Linked DNA regions of Sus scrofa: regions 1, 3 and 4 are each linked to region 2. The links are chromatin contacts, called in public Hi-C and HiChIP or PLAC-seq maps. All regions are on one chromosome and are shown on one strand. The core of a region is the stretch at or near the end of the contact, and the rest is flanking DNA. Distances in the headings are between cores, read along the strand shown. Region 1 holds the start of PDE8A (high affinity cAMP-specific and IBMX-insensitive 3',5'-cyclic phosphodiesterase 8A). Region 2 holds the start of RPS17 (ribosomal protein S17). Region 3 has its middle 22 kb from the start of PDE8A. Region 4 holds the start of AP3B2 (AP-3 complex subunit beta-2).

Region 1 (3,427 bases), core at 143-2,642, 170 kb after region 2:
CGCGCTCGCCTCGGCCGCACCGCGCTTCCGGGGAATTTCGGGGGAGGAGATTTGCGCTCTCCCGACCCGAGAGCCGGCGAGTCCGCGCCGCGCGAGCGACGCCGCCCTAGCCGTGGGGCGGTGCGACCCCCAGGGGAGGTGAGCTCTCCGCCAAGCCCGCGCCCGCTCCGCGGCGCTGCAGCCGCTGCCTCCCCTGGCCCGGGCACCCACGCCGCTCCGCCTGCTGTCCCACGAATAAATGCCCCTGATCTGAGGGCTGGTAGAGGAGAGAGGTAGCCTAGGTCTCTCGCCGTTGAGGGGTGGGGGCCTGAGGAAGCCCCTCAGGGCTGCGAGGCTGCGAACGCCCCGGTGGGGAAGGAGAGCCCTTACTTCCAGCCGGACCTGGGGCCGCGCCGTCGAGAAGCGCTGAAAAGCGGCGACGCTCACCCGGGAGCTGCGGGCTGCAGCTCCGGCTCCGTGTTCCGGGCCGGGTCTTGCCGGCAGCCTGCCGCGCCCAGCCCCCAGCGGTGACCTCCAGCGGGTGCTGGCGTCAATGCAAAGCAGCTGGGGCGCCCGCCGCCGCCTCCCGGCACCGCCCGCCACTGAGCATGCGCGGCCACGACGGGAGGGGCGCGCTGCCCCAATGCCGGGAGTAGGAGAGCGACTTGCCCAAGGCCACACACAGCCACCCTGGGCGCGTGGGCTCTGACCTCGGTTCCGCGGCCGCCAAAACCCAAGCCCCTGAGTTCGAATCCCCCAACTGTATAACTTAGCAGCTGCATGACTTCGTTCAGGTCACTATCTCTGAGCCTTGGAGCGCGCATCCATTAAAGAGGCCTCTGGAAGGATCTCCATGGGGCGGGGGGGACAGGGCAATGAGGGCACCCGTACTCCGATCCCAGGCAGGTGGGGACTGGGCGTTATGGTCGGGGGTCTCAGTCCCTGTGCGCTCCCTCGCGCGCCAAGACCTGGGGCACCATGCTTGCCTGCACTGGCAACGGAGAGGCTGCGATGCTGGGATGCTGAGAAGCTACTTTCGCGACAGGTTGGGGATGCCAACCAATGATACTCATCTGAACCAAAGACGGGGGCGCCCAAGACCCCAAAGGCTCCCTGGCCTGCTGGAGCAGAACCAGGCGTCCGCCGTGCAGGGCGAGGGTTGTGATGATGCCAGACGCGCTTTCAGAACTGCAATCCCACACAGATCGCCGCCAGCTCGCTGTGTGACCTTGGGCGAATCACTTAACCTTTCCGTGCCTGAGTCTTCCCTCCCCCGATCAGCTGGAGGGTGGCGCCCCTGGGTGTCCCATCACGTACCCCGGCGCAGCCCACCTCGGACCTGCCCGCACTCCCGCCCTCTCTGAGGCTCCAAGTCCGCGGAGACTCTGGCGCTGCGGGTCCCTTTCCTCTCCCGCGGTCCACACCTTTTCCTAGCGCGGCCCCGGAGCGACCCTGGTTTGCCGCCTCTCCAGCCGGACGCCCAGCTACTGTAAAGACCCGGAGGTGTGCTCTGGGCTGGAGTCCCTTCTGCGGCGCTAGGATCACACAGCCTCGGGCGCCGGATTCCGCGATGGCTTGGGCTTCAAAGAGCTAGGATCCAAACCGGCGGCGCACCTCAAGCCGTGATCTTCTGGGCCCGAGGTGCGCACTGGGTAGAAATGACCGGTAACTTGAGAGCAGCTTTGTGCTGCTGGCCCTTTCTACTAGCCGAGCTGGCCCAAACCACTGGCACGTGACGAGCATTATCAAGTTTAAGCAATAATTAGGGATTTATGCCTCCTCGTCCTATAAAAGTACCCAGTTGAAAGGCACAGGAAAAGATTTTTCTGTCATCGGTTATTCCATCTAAATTGTAGTGTGCTTTCTGTGCTTGTTCTGCAGATTTTAGAAGGTAATTTTTCCAGGCAGAATCTGGACCCTTCTAAATAAAGAGTAATTCATGCAGAAAACGCTTTGAACCATCAGAGTGCTTGAAAGACTATCTCACGCCCTCTGTCCTCCCCTCCTGGCGCTGAGAAGTCTGGCCTTGATGACTCCCAGCACTGACCTTGCCTCCTCCTGCCACTATAGACTGCCCTCTCGCCCCCACCCCCCTGCCTCACAGGCAGAACCTCAGCATCCTGTCCTCTCCTTGGAAATTCTTGAGCAACCCCTTTTCTAATTAGGAGTGCGGACTTCTATCCCCAGCCCCTGCCTCACTGGCTACCTTCATTGCCATCCTGAGCTGGTCACTTACCCTCTCTGTGCTCAGAGAACTGCTGGACAGCCATGTTGACTGATTCCCAGCTCTGCAATTTGGGGACTTAGACTTAAAGACCTAAGGCTAAGAATGAAGCAGGGACAGACAGGAAAGGTAGGAATCATCTGCCCGCTTCTGGGGTCACAAGGAGTAACCCCCCACTCACTTCTGTAATACTCTGGAACTCAGCCTGGGACACTCCAGGAAGTCACAGTCTCTTCCCGCCACCTGCCTCCCATCCCAGCTTCAAGCGCCTTACATCGGATGCCTCCTACTTCTTCCCTGGCCATAACTTGCATTTTGAGTGACGGGGGACACAAAAGGTGTTACAATGACAGAAATAACCCAAACCTTGAATGTGCCACCTGCTGGCTTACCCAGGACTCCCGAGCCCCTGTGTTGAATCTCTCAAGGTGAAGTTCATAGCAGAGAGGCACCCCAGCTCTGTGGGCACCTGGAAGTTCTGGGCAACACAGGAACACACTCCGCCACAACCCCCCGTGCCTTCCACCCAGGTGCATGGACCCCCAAGCAGAGCTGCTTGACCCCCACCAGGCTCAGAGTTGTAGCTGAATGTCAACTTCAGTTCTTACTCTTCAGACTCAGGCATGAGGTCAGTGGGGCTAGGACAGATGCCAGCCTGGGCCCTGTCCACCCACTAGCACAGGCCATTCCCGGGAGACTCCTCCTGTGGCCCCCTTCACCAGTTCGTGAGGGACATGAAGATGCAGGGTCCCACACAGCTTTATTTGTCTAAAACCCAAACCGACTCTGTTTCCACACTTCTTATACCTAAGCTGATCATTTATACAGTCAGTGCTCCCTCTTGGCTCTACTTCCTTCCACACTGAAGAGTTAGCATTCGAAGCCTGCTATTGGGAGTTCCTGTCATGGCTCAGCAGTAATGAATCTGACTATTACCTGTGAGGACTCAGGTTCAATCCCTGGCCTTGCTCAATGGGTTAAGAATCCAGCATTGCTGTGAGCTGCGATGTAGGTCAAAGATGTGGCTCAGTATTGTGGTTGTGGCTGTGGCCAGCAGCTAGAGCTCCAATTCCACCCCTGGCCTGGGAACTTCCATTTGTGCAGGTGCAGCCCTTAAAAAAAAAAAAAAAAAAAAAAAAAAAAAAAAAAAAAAAAGGAGTTATCATCATGGTTCAGTGGAAAGGAATCTGACTAGCATACATGAGGATGCAGGTTTGATCCCTG
Region 2 (3,112 bases), core at 353-2,852:
GAACCCACTTGAGCAGAGTTGCAGAGAAGGAATAGGGTACTCTCTAGGCTAATGAGGCCATCAGAGGTCTCCTGTGCTGCTGGCTTCAGAAGGCCTGGTTTGTGGATGAGTATGGCAGGAACAGCCTGAAGAACAGTGGTGGTTGGAGGAGCTGTTTTAGTTGGGAGAACTGCAGGTGAACTGGGCCCTTCACTTAAATATTTGAGAAATTTACTTTTTGCTGGGCACTGTTCAAGGGCAAAACAGCTCTTACGGGTACAGAACTCACTCTTGGCTGGGAAAACAGACAAGTCACTGTGACATGTGCTAAGAAATACCAAAGCAACTTTAAAAGGATAGCAATGCTAGGAATTCCCACTGTGGCACAATAGGTTAAGAATCCAACTGCAGCAGCTTGGGTGCCTTTTGGGGGTGCAGGTTCAATTACCAGCCTGGCATAGTGGGTTAAAGGAGCTGGCATTGCCACAGCTGCAGTGTAGGTCGCAGCTCCAGCTCTCATTCAATCCCTGACCCAGGAACACCCCCCCCTTTTTTTTTCATTTTTGGCCTCCCTGAGGCTTGTGGAGTTCTTTGGCCAGGGATCAGATCTGAGGGTGGCAACACCAAATCCTTAACCCACTGTGCTGTGCTGGAACCTGAGTCCCAGTGGCTGCAGAGACACCGCTGATCTCATTGCACCACAAGGAGAACTACTGCTGCGCTCCGTTAAAAAAAAAAAAAAAAAAAAGATAGTGATGCTAAAAAACTAAAAGGGTAACGGTACTACTTTATATAAACTGTAGGGAAAGCCCCTTTGGTATAGTGACACCTGAGCAAACGACTGGGAAGAAGTGAGACAATTCTCTCCCAGTTGCACCTGTGTCTAACCTACGCAAGGTTAGACAAGTCTCTGACCCAAGCACTGGGAGGCGGCCCTATCCCGGGCGCCATCCGCATCCCCTCACTTTTCCTCGCTCCTGCCTTAGCTAGAGCTCTTAAGCCTTCCTCCTTCTCCTCGGCCTGTGAAGAAGAGATGTTCAACTCCTAGTGTAGAGCACTCCGGCGATCTAATCACAAGAATCGGGCTTGAGAAGCCTGCCCAAGACAGCCTTAGACGTGGCTGGAGGTGGAAGGTAAGCTCCACCCATCAGGGGGAGGCTCAAGCACTCGCTCCGCCTACTGGACGGCGGCTCCGGCCACACTTCCGCCCCGCTCTGCCAGGGGTCGCTGTGGTTCCCTGGAGGCGGCTCAGCAAGTCCCAGGCTAGGCGGAAGCGGCTTTCTGGCCTGCGCTTTATAGGCCTCTCTTGTGCTTCCTGTTTCCTCTTTTACCGAGAACCCGCCAAGATGGTAGGTGTTTTGGCTCAAAGCTGCCATCCCTCCAATCCTCCTCCATCCGCCACTTTCCACCGCCCCCAGCCCGCAGGGCGGTGTGCCGGGGCCTGTGAGGCCGAAGCCTCCGTGGGCCGCTGGTTTCCGCGTTGACCCGGCGCTCCAGCCTCACCTGGCTGGCCCTCTCCCGGGCTTAGCTCCGGGCCGCGAACCCCGCTCCAGTCAGGCTGTCCCCGCGCTGCTCCCGGAGGGGCACCCTGAGTCAGGAGTGACCCTGTCTTCTCCACCCGCAGGGGCGCGTTCGCACCAAGACCGTGAAGAAGGCTGCCCGGGTCATCATTGAGAAGTACTACACGCGCCTGGGCAACGACTTCCACACCAACAAGCGCGTGTGCGAGGAGATTGCCATTATTCCCAGCAAGAAGCTCCGCAACAAGATCGCAGGGTGAGTTGGCCCGGCCTTCGGCTCCCGCGCCGGGTGGGAGATGCGGAGCCACGGCCCCGCGGGGCCGTTTGGGCTCCGATTCGGGCGGGGCGCTGGGGGTGTGCATTTGCCGGGTTTCTTGCAGCGGTTGTCTTGTGTTCGCTTTGTGTTTGGCGGCTTGACGGGCGACGGCACTTGACGAGGTTGGCCACGGTCGATCCCTGGAAGGTTGACATTTACAGTAAAGGACAACGAGATTAAATGCTCAGTTGTGTAGATTGTAACTCGGAGGAAAGAAAATGATTCCTGGGAGAGAGCAGGAAAGTTTGTTGGGAGGTTTTAGTAACTTGGGAGAGTGAATTTGCATAGAGGATATAGGACCCCGAAGGGACCGGCGTGCCTGTGTAAGCGGAGCTGCGTGTAGGGGTTGGGTGTGTGCAGGAGATTCAGAATCAGGGCTCCTAAAATGGTAAATCCTCTCCCTTCTCACTGTGGAAAGAACTAAAACTCCTCCAGAGGTTCCCTGTACCAGTGGGAGCCAGCGTGCCTTCTCAGTGTTCCTGGACATTTGTGCTTTGTAGCTATGTCACACATCTGATGAAGCGGATTCAGAGAGGACCAGTGAGGGGTATCTCCATTAAGCTGCAGGAGGAGGAGAGAGAGAGGAGAGACAACTACGTGCCCGAGGTAAACTTTGTAGATCTTTCTCTGGGCCTCTGGTTCATCTTAGAAGATAAAACAGTGTTCCTGAGAACCATTTGAGATACAAGGTTTTCAAGGAGACCTTAGCTGAGTCTGAACTTGCCCCTGATCTACCTGCCTGTGTGTTAGTTTTTGTTCTTCCCTGTTGGGCCCATGTGAGTTCATTCTCTTTTACACATGAGGGCCTGTAACGATGCTGCTTTGGTGACTTACCATGTCATCTGGTTTATTTGCTCTAGCATGGTATTTCTGAAGTATAAACCCAGTCTTAAGGTTTTCTACATAGCGAACTTGTGAGATCCCGTTCTGTCCTCTTATGTCCCCTGTCTTCCCCCCTCACCCCACCACCCTTTTTTTTCCTCATTTAAGAATCTTGGAGAAAAGGCACGGAAAGTGAGAGATAACTCATTGCTATTTGGGGCCTGCCTTGTTCCTTCTAGGTCTCAGCCCTGGATCAGGAGATCATTGAAGTAGATCCTGACACTAAGGAGATGCTGAAACTCTTGGTAAGTGTTTGCTGAATTCCTGAAGTAGGGCGCCCCTGGTCACCATCAGTAGCATTCTCTCTGTGATAGGTAACACTTACTGAATCCATAAAATACATCAAGTATTCTCAACATTCTTTGTGCGTTGTTTTCCTTTTTCTCACAATATCCTATAGGCATGTCCTGTTAAT
Region 3 (3,090 bases), core at 591-3,090, 190 kb after region 2:
AAAAAAAAAAGTATTTTATATATCTATGTGTTTGTATATTTTATATATGTATGTGTCATGTTTTTTACTTGCATAAAAAGGAGATCTTGAAGAATGCATACCCAACTGTAAACAGCATTTACCTTCTGCAGGGGGTCAGGAGTGTGGGGAAGGTGAAAAGAGATTTTTCATTGCTTGTTCCAGGGTACTCATGTACTACTTGAATCTTTTACAGTTGAGAATATATTATATCCCTAGTGTAGGAAAAAAGTTAAATAATTTTAATAATAAAAGGGGAAAAAAAACACTTAAAAGAAATTCAAGCTCAGGTATATCATTCAGCTTTCCTCCCTCCACCCCAATGTTTTCTCAAGGTCCCAGGGTCTTAGACGGGACCAGAGCCTTGGGGTGGCCCTTCTGGTCACACCAGTGGCTGCAGGACTGTCCCCAGCCCCAGCCCTATGCTCCCTCAGGTGTGGGGGCTCGGCCAATTTGGGGTGGCTCTCAGGGTGTGGAAATTCAGGGAAGGGGTGTGCACTCTGTGTCTAAGGCCCGCCCTCCCTGGGTGCACCAGGCGGCCTTTCCCTCCAAGGCCTTGTCATCTCCTGAGCCCTGCCCAGAGCCAGAGAATGGGAACCATCCTCAGCCCTCCCCATGGAGTCACACTCTGCCCCTTCCCCTTCTGGGGCAGAAATCTCTCTCTCCCTCCTTTTGGCTCCTAAAGGCCCACCCTTTCTTTCTCTTCTTCCAGGATGTGTCACAGAATCTCCAGAGAGTCAAGGTTATTACAAAAGAGAGCCACTGACTTCCAGAAGCTTCTGTGCTCTGACCACCAAAAATACCCAAAGCAAGGAAATACCAAGGGACTGGCTCCCTGCTTGAGAGAGCCCAGGGAAGAAGTAACACACAATATTTCAATAAATCATCTTTTTTTTTTTTTTTTTTTTTGTCTTTTCAGGGCCACACAGTGGCATATGGAAGTTTCCAGGCTTGGGGTCGAATCAGAGCTGTGGCTGCCGGCTTACACCACAGCCGTGGCATCTCAGGATCTGAACCACGTCGGGTGACCTACACCGCAGCTCAGGGCAACGCCAGATCCCCTGACCCACTGAATGAGGCCAGGGATGGAACCCGCGTCCTCACGGATCCTCATTGGATTCATTACTACTGAACTACAATCATCTTGCCTCCGCTGCAGGATAAAGGACATGCCTCTCACTGTCACAGGTACTGCTGTTGTCAATCTCACAAACTGCCTGTCTCTCCCACCTGCCCATCTTACCTGGTGACTTTCCCTGACTGGAGCTTCCCTCCCCCAATATCATCCTGGGGTTACCTGGACCCCCCCCCACCTCAAGCTGCTGCTGTTACTAGCTTTTTTTTTTTTCCCCCTAGGCCCGCACCCAAAGCATATGGAGGTTCCCAGGCTGGGGTCTAAATGGAGCTGTAGCCGCCAGCCTACACCACAGCCACAGCAGCTCGGGATCCGAGCCACATCTGCGACCAACACCACAGCCACAGCAATGCCAGATCTGAGCCGAGTCTGTGAACTACACCGCAGCTCACGGCAACACCGGGTCCTTAACCCACTGAGCAAGGCCAGGGATCGAACCCACAACCTCATGGTTCCTAGTCAGATTCATTAACCACTGAGCCACGACAGGAATTCCTGTTATTAGCTTTTGATATGTTGTGCTGCAGTAACAGGCAAACTCAGAATCTTAAGAGGTTTATGACCATCAAGATTTCTCTCTCGCTCACAGCATCAGTCCCATTGGGGGTTGCTCTGTCTTCTTCCTCTTGGGGCCCAGGATGAAAGAGGAAACCATCTCTGACTCATGCTTGGAGGCAGGCTGGCAGGATGGCTCAGAGCATGACCTTGCACTCAAACAGACCGGGTGAGGAGTTCCTGCTGTGGTGCAGTGAGATCACCCGTGTCTCTGCAGCGACAGGACACGGCCCTGCACAGTGGGTTAAAGGCCAGGGATCGAACTTGCGTCCCCCTGGATACTAGCTGGATTCATTACTGCTGAGCCACCATGGGAACTCTGGCTCTGTATTTTATTTTATTTTATTTTATTTTTGCTTTTTAGGGCCGTACCTGTGGCATATGGAGGTTCCCAGGCTAGGGGTCGAATCAGAGCTACAGCCACCGGCCTACACCACAGCCACAGCAACACAGGGATCCGAGCCATGTCTGCAATCTACACCACAGCTCACAGCAACGCCGGATCCTTAACTCACTGAGCAAGGCCAGGGATCAAACCTGCAACCTCATGGTTACCAGTCAGATTTGTTTCTGCTTCACCACAACAGGAACTCCTGGCTCTGTATTTTAAAGGGGGGATTAAGTGAGAATTTACAAACTGAATGGGGAGCACCACCTCCTCCCCCTTTGTGCCACTCCGTTCCCGGAATTCTCTCTGCCCACTGTACACCCCTCAGGTAGGACACTGGAGCTTTCTTCTCTAGAGAAACATAATGACCCCAAAAAAGAGATCTCTTAAGTACTGACATCTGGGAGTTCGCCCAGTGAGATGTCTGATCCTGGCCCAATTACCTGACAGCGAGCCCCACCACTTGATAAGATTTAGCCCTCACAGCCCCAGCATCCAAACAACTCGTCAGGACCTCATTGTTAAGAATGAATGAAAACCAAAGGATCAGCAGGTATCTGAGGAAGGTATGCAGTGTGGAAGACAGAAGTCAAAACAAACAAAACAAAAAGGAATGGAGGGGAGTTCCCATCATGGCTCAGCAGAAACAAATCCGACTGGTATCCATGAGGATGCAGGTTTGATCTCTGGCCTTGCTTGGTGGGTTGGGGATCTGGCATTGCCATGAGCTGCGGTGTAGGTCACAGACCCGGCTCAGATCCTGCATTGCTGTGGCTGTGGCTGGCAGCTACAACTCCAATTAGACCCCTAGCCTGGGAACTTCCATAGGTTGCAGGTCCAACCCTAAAAAGAAAAAAAAAAAAAAAAAAAGTAATGGAGGGCCCAGAGACAACACAAATGGACAGAGAAAAATGCCTTAAAGCGATTAATATAATCAACAATACAGAGGGGGTGGTATTACATCCATGGAACAGCAACAAGATGTTAAAAAGAG
Region 4 (3,070 bases), core at 433-2,932, 180 kb before region 2:
GCAGAAAGGCCTGGTATTCATAAATATATGCTCACCAAGGAAGACTTACAACTACTTATCATATGAGTTCTCATTATGAATATCTCTGTAAAATTCTGTGGGAATGTTCACCCAAAACACTGTCTGAGTCAGAAACTAGCTATAAAGAACTTATAAGTAGCCCTGAAGTCTAGGTCAGATCCTGTAGATTACAATGCAGTCACACTTCATCTGTCTCCTTAAGTAATACTTGTTTAGTGCTTGTGCTGTTTAAAAGTTTTGTGCATTGTCTTTATTATCTTTCTCATACTATTAGATGGAAAAGTCTTGTAGGAAAGTGGGCAAGCCTAAGAGGTTTAGAAAACAACCCAAACATAAGCCAATATTGAAGAGAAACTGTTTAGTAATCCAAAGAGACAATATGAGGAGTTCCCATTGTGGCTCAGCAGGTTAAGGACCCAACATAGTCTCCAGAGGATGCAGTCTGATCTCTGGCCTCAATCAGGGGGTTAAGGATCCAACCTTGCAGCAAGCTGCAGACTAGGTCGCAGATGCGGTAGGGATTTTGCCCTGGCTGTGGCAGGCCAGTAGCTACAGCTCGCATTCCACCCCTAGGAACTTAACTTCCATATGCTGAGGGTGGGGCCCTAAAAAGAATAAATAAATAAATAGCAAAGATAAATACAAGGCAAAGATAAATAAATAAAAAGCAAAGGAGTTCTCCTCGTGGCCAGTGGTTAATGAATCCGACTAGGAACCATGAGGTTGCAGATTCGATCCCTGTCCTTGTTCAGTGGGTTAAAGAGCCGGCGTTGCTGTGGCTGTGGCGTAGGCCGGCGGCTACAGCTCTGATTAGACCCCCAGTCTGCGAACCTCCATATGCCGCGAGAGCAGCTCAAGAAAAGGCAAAAAGACAAAAATAAATAAATAAATAAAATTTTTTTAAAAATAAAAAGCGAAGGCAGTACGATGTGAAGGAAAGAATTTGGGGTTGGAAATGAAGAAATCTCATTTCTAGTCCTGTTTCTGTCAATAATAATCTGTTTAACTTTCAGCCTGTCTCCTCTCAGACACTGCGCTTAAGAGGAAAGGAGGGGTATGACCTATACAGCTCAGTTCCACCGTAATACCAAATGAACTTGCTGGCTGATTCGGGAAACTTATTACTAACTGAGGGTGTACTTTTTCCAATTAATGCAACATGAGCTGCTGCCTCAAGCCGTCTTACAACGTCTGGGTTTGTACAGAACTTCACGTTACATACCTCATGCAACAAAGGGCATTTCCCATGTGAAATTTCGCCTATTGAAATTTGTTCTTAATCTTTTTGAGTGTGGACTTCTCCCTTCCACATTTATCCCTACGACAGCTCCATGTGCAACCAAGCTCGTTTTTCACACGAAGTTGAGAAAGGTGAGCACAGTGTGTTTGGAATGAGCCCTTCCTCGCTGGTGGCCCTGGCCCGGCGACAGATACCTCGACCCCTCACCTCTACTTCGGTTCCCCGCCGCATCCTCTGAAGCCCTATACTCCAGACTGACTGCCTATAAGGACGCTGCTGTCACCTACCCCGCTGGGTGGCCGGAACTCGGCCTCACTTTACGCCGTGTAAACAACATCCCCTACCGTCTCCGATCTCGGTGGCAATTCCTTCCTCAGCAGGCGGAAAACAGGTCGTTCCGGCTTCCGGGGCGCTGGAGGAAGTCCGGCCCCACGCAACAGCGTGAGGGGGCGGGTCGCGTCGAGGCGCCGCGCAGGCGCGTAAAGGATTAGGCGATGACGCCACTTCAATGGGCTGCTTACCACTCTGTAGGGTCGACTGGAGGCACGCAGTGTGGGAGGTTATTGCTGCTGTGTCCATGGCGGTGGGGACAGGCCTGGGACCCGTTCAGCAGGGCTTGAGAGAGCAGCTTGTAGACTCCATCTCAAAAAACAACCATATTCTCCCAACGGTGTCCTCCGGGAAATCGAAGCCCCTCTGCCCCCAGCTGTCCTCGTTTCTCGCTTCGCTCCACCTCCCCGTGCCGTTTTTAGTACCTTACTATCATTCGTTTATCAATGTGGGTCCATATCTTGTCGCAGTAATGGCTGTCATTTGCTGCATTGGTTGTGCATCTCACAGCAGTAGCTCATAAGTACCTGGTAATTCTTGACTACTGGACTGATGGAAATTTACTCATCCCTTTACCAAGGACAGGATTGAGCGCCTAAGTAGTCCTGAACTGGACTGTGGCTATGGCACTTTGGGGACCGGGAAGGTAAATTAGAAATTAAAATTGCTGTTGTCCTAGTATCCTAGGCTGTCATAACAGAGTAACACAAATTGAATGGTTTAAAACAACAGATATTTGTTCTCTCACAGTTTTGGAAGATGGAAGTCCGAAAAAAAGGGGTCATCAGGATCGTGTTTCCTGTGAGACTAGGTAAAACCCTTACCTTTTCCTAGTTTCTGGTGTGGTCCATCCCACAATCTTTGGCATTCTTTGGCTTGTAGTTGCCTAATTCCATTCTCTTAACTCTGCTCTAATGGTGTTCTATCTGTGTCTTATTTCTGTTTCATAATTAATCATAATTAAGTTCATTTGTATCGGTTTTTTAGATTCCGCTTATAAGTGATATCATATGATAGTTGTCTTTGACTGACTTCACTTAGTATAATAATCTTTACATCCATCCCGTGTTGCTGCAAAAGGAATTATTTCATTCTTTTTATGTCTGAGTAATATTCTCCCTCCCTCCCTCTCTCTCTCTCTCTCTCTCTCTCTCTCTCTCTCTCTCTCTATATATATATATATATATATATATATATATATTTGGTCTTTTGTCTTTTTAGGGCCACACCCATGGCATATGGAGGTTCCCAGGCGAGGGGTTGAATCGGAGCTGTAGCTGCTGGCCAACACCATAGCCACAGCAACAAGGGATCTGAGCCCAGTCTACGAACTACACCACAGCTCACGGCAATGCCAGATCCTTAACCTACTGAGTGGTGCCAGGGATCAAACCCGAGTCCTTGTGGATACTAGTCGGGTTTGTTAACCACTGAGCCACGACTGGAACTCCGAATATTCTATTGTTTATATGTACCACA

What was found. Hi-C and Micro-C count contacts between places; a contact is called where the count stands out from the background. HiChIP or PLAC-seq counts read pairs in DNA pulled down with a chosen protein or histone mark.
Region 1: a contact with region 2 is called in an H3K27ac HiChIP or PLAC-seq map of alveolar macrophages. The contact joins the promoter of PDE8A here to the promoter of RPS17 in region 2. A contact is called at or near these places in 1 of 5 promoter capture datasets (fetal skeletal muscle), 2 of 47 Hi-C or Micro-C datasets (embryonic fibroblasts and fetal heart ventricle) and 2 of 2 datasets of contacts at active chromatin or transcription factors (alveolar macrophages and skeletal muscle).
Region 3: a contact with region 2 is called in a Hi-C map of alveolar macrophages, with 4 times the contacts expected there. The contact joins the enhancer-like site here to the promoter of RPS17 in region 2. A contact is called at or near these places in 3 of 5 promoter capture datasets (fetal liver, fetal skeletal muscle and liver), 21 of 47 Hi-C or Micro-C datasets (alveolar macrophages, blood, embryonic fibroblasts and 11 more) and 2 of 2 datasets of contacts at active chromatin or transcription factors (alveolar macrophages and skeletal muscle).
Region 4: a contact with region 2 is called in an H3K27ac HiChIP or PLAC-seq map of alveolar macrophages. The contact joins the promoter of AP3B2 here to the promoter of RPS17 in region 2. A contact is called at or near these places in 3 of 5 promoter capture datasets (fetal liver, fetal skeletal muscle and liver), 2 of 47 Hi-C or Micro-C datasets (heart right ventricle and liver) and 2 of 2 datasets of contacts at active chromatin or transcription factors (alveolar macrophages and skeletal muscle).

Annotation. Positions count from the first base shown.
Region 1 is chr7:52,557,090-52,560,516 of Sscrofa11.1, forward strand. It overlaps PDE8A (high affinity cAMP-specific and IBMX-insensitive 3',5'-cyclic phosphodiesterase 8A), which reads right to left and starts at 1,393. Exons shown (of 22, transcript XM_021098898.1): 1 at 1,297-1,393.
Region 2 is chr7:52,384,740-52,387,851 of Sscrofa11.1, forward strand. RPS17 (ribosomal protein S17) reads left to right here and starts at 1,603. Exons shown (of 4, transcript NM_001001634.1): 1 at 1,603-1,755; 2 at 2,316-2,421; 3 at 2,877-2,942. The coding sequence starts at 1,603.
Region 3 is chr7:52,578,786-52,581,875 of Sscrofa11.1, forward strand. No RefSeq gene overlaps it. Among named protein-coding and RNA genes, the nearest start is that of PDE8A, 22 kb to the left of the region's middle. Within about 2 kb of position 1,841, at least 9 of the 83 cell types and tissues checked have an H3K27ac peak or open chromatin away from gene starts, as enhancers often do. A contact at or near this core is called in alveolar macrophages, where this site is marked.
Region 4 is chr7:52,200,967-52,204,036 of Sscrofa11.1, forward strand. It overlaps AP3B2 (AP-3 complex subunit beta-2), which reads left to right and starts at 1,683. Exons shown (of 30, transcript XM_021098893.1): 1 at 1,683-1,820; 2 at 2,342-2,402. It overlaps LOC102161631 (a long non-coding RNA gene), which reads right to left and starts at 1,684. Exons shown (of 4, transcript XR_002345779.1): 1 at 1,549-1,684.